Linked DNA regions of Zea mays: region 1 is linked to region 2. The links are chromatin contacts, called in public Hi-C maps. All regions are on one chromosome and are shown on one strand. Each heading gives the region's core, a stretch centred on a gene start, on an enhancer-like site or on the middle of the called end of the contact. The rest is flanking DNA. Distances are from core to core; before and after follow the strand shown. Region 1 holds the start of LOC100283950. Region 2 holds the start of LOC103633127 (probable anion transporter 5, chloroplastic).

The links. A called contact is a pair of places that touch in the nucleus more often than the background predicts.
Region 1: a contact with region 2 is called in a Hi-C map of endosperm, with 2.8 times the contacts expected there. The contact joins the promoter of LOC100283950 here to the promoter of LOC103633127 in region 2. A contact is called at or near these places in 14 of 25 Hi-C or Micro-C datasets (bundle sheath, ear, endosperm and 4 more) and 2 of 3 datasets of contacts at active chromatin or transcription factors (leaf and seedling).

Annotation. Positions count from the first base shown.
Region 1 is chr7:152,270,810-152,273,509 of Zm-B73-REFERENCE-NAM-5.0, forward strand. LOC100283950 reads left to right here and starts at 1,257. Exons shown (of 6, transcript NM_001156848.2): 1 at 1,257-1,632; 2 at 1,820-1,867; 3 at 1,984-2,046; 4 at 2,440-2,493. The coding sequence starts at 1,507. It overlaps LOC103633129 (Octicosapeptide/Phox/Bem1p (PB1) domain-containing protein / tetratricopeptide repeat (TPR)-containing protein), which reads right to left and starts at 1,015. Exons shown (of 4, transcript XM_020540974.1): 1 at 309-1,015; 2 at 1-203. The coding sequence starts at 189.
Region 2 is chr7:152,119,245-152,121,944 of Zm-B73-REFERENCE-NAM-5.0, forward strand. It overlaps LOC103633127 (probable anion transporter 5, chloroplastic), which reads left to right and starts at 1,434. Exons shown (of 15, transcript XM_008654806.4): 1 at 1,434-2,172. The coding sequence starts at 1,810. It overlaps LOC100276553, which reads left to right. Exons shown (of 5, transcript NM_001150314.2): 1 at 1-339; 2 at 437-516; 3 at 602-673; 4 at 753-1,033; 5 at 1,036-1,209. The coding sequence ends at 1,033.

The sequences.
Region 1 (2,700 bases), core at 7-2,506, 150 kb after region 2:
GTCGTAGTCCCGGCGCTGGAAGAGCTTATTGCCCTCTTCCTTGTGCTCCTGCGCCATGTCCGTGAAGAGGGTCTCATCGCCGTCGAGGACCTTGGAACCAGACCGCTCCAGTGACGCCGGCTTGCCCCCGTGGTCGCCGGACTTGCCGCCGCCGGAGGCCCTCTTCTTCTTCAGCGACGGCTTGCCCATCTCCGGCAACAAATCTACAACCAAAAGGCTCTTCTCGCAATCAACAAACGCGGTCTCGGATCCTCAAAAAAAACTGCCAAATTAGACGGAAGCAAGGTGGAATTCCACAGAAATCTTACCTTTCTATTGCCAAACCCTGCCAAACGGACCAATTGAAAGCAACAATTCAAGAGCGCCGCTCCTCTCAAACCCCGACAGGAAGCAACCAAATCCCCAAAGCCTGGAGGAAGGCGAGGGGGGAGAGAAAAGCCAACTACCCCAAGTCAAAAGCAAGCGAAGGACAGAGTCACAGAACGGAAACCAACAAGGCAACGAAGACGCGGTCGGAGCAGCGAATCTGCCTCTTTCTCGTGCGTGCGGCTGGGGATTGACGAATTGTTGGGATGCGTGGAACGGAGTAAACGAACAAACTGCCAGTACAGTACGCTTAACGGCTCAGGCAAGGGAAATGAACAGCAAGGCAGCAAGCTTAAGCTTCTGGTCTACTAATCCTTTATCTTTCCGCTGGCGTGGTCTGGTCTCGTGGAGCAGGTAGTACTAAAGAACGAGAAATCAAGGCTCAGGCAGTGCTCCACTAATCTTTTTGATTAGCGTGTATGGTTGGTTTGTGGGAATGGCTACGCAGCTGCGGGTATGCGGGACCTGGTCGGCGTCGGCGGGCGCGTGTGGTGACAGCCAAGACGCGGGCGCCGCCTGCCGGCCGATGCGCTGGGTGTTCCAGTGCGTGTGGTTGTGGTGTGGAAGCAACAACGGTGGCGGTGGTTAACGCCGGACCGCCGATTGTGAGCGCGACATGCCCAAACGGGGCCGTCCACCCGTCCTGCGTCAGCTGTCAACGTCATGGGCTCATGGAAAAGTTAAACGAGCGCTAAGCCGCCGCCACCCCGCGGATTAGGTTAGGGTTTCCCGCCTCGGCTGCGTCGCGTTCACTCTCTTTCAACGCCGGGCCAGGCCGCGCCTCCCATTACCAAGTGGGAGTGGGTCGACTTCTATGAATGGGCCAGCTAGGCCCATTTGTTGGCCCACGTGCACCCTGACTTCTTGACTGGATGAGCCCCTCTCCGTGACGTGCGTCGACCAATCAGCGCGTGCCACGTCATGCTCGGGGCTCTCACCGACGTGCGGGCCCTAGCCCGTCGAGGAGGATCGGCACTGCACGGGCTCCGTAAGCACTTCCCGAGAAAAGGAAGACAGAGAAGGAAACTGCAGTGAAGTCGCCGGCGCCGCCGCGACAGGAGGAAGGAGCAGCAGCGGCAGGGGAGGCCCGGCGATCTCTTCTGCTGCGTGCGGCGAGGGAGTAAAAGGAGCCGCGACAGGATGCACTCCTTTGGGCACCGCGCCAACGCGGTGGCAACGTTCGCGGTCACCATACTGGCCGCGATTTGCTTCGCCGCCTCCTTCTCCGACAACTTCAACACCCCAACACCCACTGCCTCCGTTAAGGTACCACACCCCTCTTCCCTGCCCCACCGCGTCTCTCTAAATCCCGTCGAGCCCGCCCGCCTGCCTTGTGTCCGATCTCCGCTGGCGTATCTATCTTAGTTCGTGACTTCGAGCGTGGGCGGCTCGATCTGCTTGTACAATCTTCATGTGTCATGCTAACACGGTCCCCGTCGTTTGGGTTACACAGATCTTGAATCTAAACTGGTTCCAGAAGGAGGCCAACGGCAACGACGAGGTAAGTCATCTCCGTTTTTTTTTTGTGCAAATTATTCAGAGCTAACATCAGACTACTTGTGTCAGATATGTTCCTCGAATTTGTAACGATTGATTGCTCTGTCTTTCGTTCTTCAGGTTAGCATGACGCTGAACATTTCGGCCGACCTTTCGTCTCTTTTCACGTGGAACACAAAACAGGTAAATGTGTATTTCTGGTACTTCAGACCCTTCCCTTCATGGTCGCCATTCCCAGTTTCCACTAAGTTTTACTGCACTAGAAAGTATGGTTTTAGTTTTGTGTACGAGGTCAACACTGAAAAGTAAGGAATCCTCGAGCACAGGAAGTACTCTCTCCTTAATGTTTGTGTCTTTGAGCGAATGCGAATTTGAACCTGAGCTTTGGATAACTGTTAGAGTGTTCTCAGTTTGCACAATGGTCTATGAGAAATATAATGGGAATTTGCCAGAAAAATTCGGTGAATCATGATACATCTGTGCGACTAAATCTCTAATGCACCTGATCTATTAGTGCTGCTCAAGCGAAACTTTAAAAGATCACTGCTTAACTTTGCTTTTATTGCATGCTTATAGGTGTTTGTTTTTGTGGCAGCAGAGTATGAGACTCCACAGAATGCTTTGAATCAAGTAAGTTTGTCAATTATTATTCTTCGTGAGTCCATATATTACTTGTGGTTCTGTAATGTGGGCCATTATTATAGTGGCTCAGATGATTAGCATCTCTATCAAGATGCCTCAAATTAGTGCTCCAAAAGTTGAAATACTACATCATTTAACGTGTTTAGGGCACTAAAAACAAATTGTGCTCCAATAGTTAAGCCTTAAATAATGTAT
Region 2 (2,700 bases), core at 184-2,683:
CATCTGGCAGGGATGTTCCACAGCGGCGGCAGTGGCACCGAGAACAAGGAGCCTGCGGGGGAGGAAGGGGTCGTCGAGAAAGAGACGGTGAGAGGTAAGAAGAAGAGCTCGTGGGGGTTCGATGGCATCAAGAAGTGGACGAAAGCCGGTGCCTGTAACAGTGGCGAGGCGGCAGCCACCGGTGAGCAGCCGCAGCATGTTCCTCCGCGCTCATCTTACAGCGAGTGCCAGCTGGAGGCGAGCCCCATGGCTGCTTCTGGACCGGATGCCAAGAGGGCCAAGACGAGGCTGCACTCGGACACGGACAATGACTCTGCTTCCGAGCTGCTGCGTGACAAGGTACTGTCTGTGTATTGCTGATTCCTCTTACCCTGTATAAGTTTGCTTTAAGGAGTAGCAGTGATGAAGTTACAATATGCATCTGGAATCACTGAAGGTTCTGGTGGAGAACACAAAGAAAGAGCTCTCAAGGATTCAGGCTGAGCTATCATCTACAAATCGGAACTTGAACTTCTCGTAAGTTGTAATCCACTCTGTTCTCGGACAACGTATTTTCTTTCGACCATCTTCAGTTGTTCAGAGATGGCTCTTGGCTTTGTAGGAATCAGCAGATGGAGGCCATCTCAACAAAGCTTCCGGTGGACAAGTCTGACCTCAAGTCCTACTTCCCAAAGTAGATCACTGGGCCATCTACCATCCAAATTAGGCACATGATTTCTCATAACTGAGATGGTGTCAATTTTTTTTTGCAGGGCATGGTGTGATCAGCACGGGGATGGCGTGATCACCGCGGCTAAGGAAGGGTTCAAGCAGCACGTCGAAGAGATGGAGAAGCAGAGGGACATCACTGGCAGTGAGGGCTGGGCTACCTTTGAGGACATCGACCTTGATGACAACTTCAACCCGAGGGCCTTCTCTCGCCACCAGCCGGACTCTGCGGTGAAAGGCAAGAAAGTCAATGAAAGCCTCACCAGCAGTTTCACAAACCCATTCTACAGCGAGAAGAACCCGTTCTTGAACACAAACTACAACTGAATGATGTTGAACTCTTTTGCGTTGGGATGTATCAGTCCGTTTATATTTTTGTTACTGGTATAATGTTGTTATTGTACTTAGGGTTCAATTGTTACATTGGATCAGGGTTGTTGTTTATGACGTAAGAAGTTGTATGGTTGGAGATTACTTGATCATTCTTGATATCTACTAATATTGAAATCATTTAGGTGTCTAGTTGAGTTTCGATAAGAGTCCAAACATTGAGATTGGCCTAGGGCCCGGCTCTGCCTACAGCGTCCGTGTAAACTTAACGCCATAGGAACAGACGCCGACTCCGATAATATAGTCCCACCAATAACGTAAACATGAAATTTTGTATAAAAAAACTAAAAATGTCAGCAATATGTTACATAAAACTAAAAAATTACAATGAACGCTGTACTAAATCGATGCATACAAAATCATTGTTTGCAGTTTGCTGATGTGCTAGAGACAAATTTATCTTCTATGCAATCCGCGTCAACACGAGGCAGGCAGCGGTCATGCGACGTCACTAAGCAGGTCCCGGTAGCTGACACGTGGGCCCCGGTTCCGTGGCGCTGTGGCCCACGGCGACGGTAACCACACCACACGCTCTCGGCTTCGTGCTGTCCTCTCGGCCGCGCAAATCTATAGAAAGCTGTGTAAAAATCTCTAGAGTGAGTTCACAGCCCAACAATTGCGCACACTTTTTCGTGGCCGCTCTGCTCTCCAGAATTCTAAACATCACGCGTCTACGCCCCTTGCAGCCTTGCTCGCAGTTCGCTCCACGACATGGCGGCCTCGGTGCTGCAGGCCGAGCGCCACCTGCTCCTGCTCGGCAGCGGCCGCAACCGTCCCCTCCTCCGCATGCTCCCGCCACGCGTGCTCTTCCCGCACCGGCGCCGCAGCTGGCCCCGGGCCGTGAGGGTGTCACCCGGCGACGGCGAGGGCGCGGGAGGGTTCGCGAGCGCCGTGGAGAAGCGCTCGATACCGGGGATAGTTGAGGAGGAAGGGTATGGAGCGAGGGGAGAGGAGTTGGAAGGGGACGTGGCCGGGGCTTTGGAGCAGAGGTGGCCTCCGTGGGATGGGTTGGCCGAGCGGTACAAGCTCATCGGCGCCACCTCCCTCGCCTTCGTCATCTGCAACATGGACAAGGTGACCCATCCTGTTTGTCTCTATCACGTGGACGGTTCCGTCCTGGGCACTTGGCACGGGATGACAGGCTGGCAGGCGGCTAATTGCACTGTTACGATTTTGCTCTACGGTATTTTGAGCTGCTAGAATTAAAATGACTATGAATTCGAGTTGTTGACCTGCTATAGTTTTGCTCATGGAAAACTAGGTAGTCAATGACATTTACCGGATATTCAGTGGGAATTTGGGTGGCAACTGGCAAAACGATTGCACTGTTTTTTTCCTCTGGGTTTCCTTTAGAGAACTTTAGCTGAAGTCCACTGATGCAATAGTCTTTGTGCTTGCTCTAAGGAAACGTGCCATATCTAACTGTCACATTTTTTAGGGCTTATTTTGGAACTCATTTGCATCACTAGTACAAACATGTAACCTTCACTATGTACCAACAGGGCTTTTAGGCATTTCCTTACGAGCATGAAATTGTTTGAAGTAATGAAGTTGCTATTTACAGTTTAATGCACTCTTCTTCATGTGACATATTTATTTAAT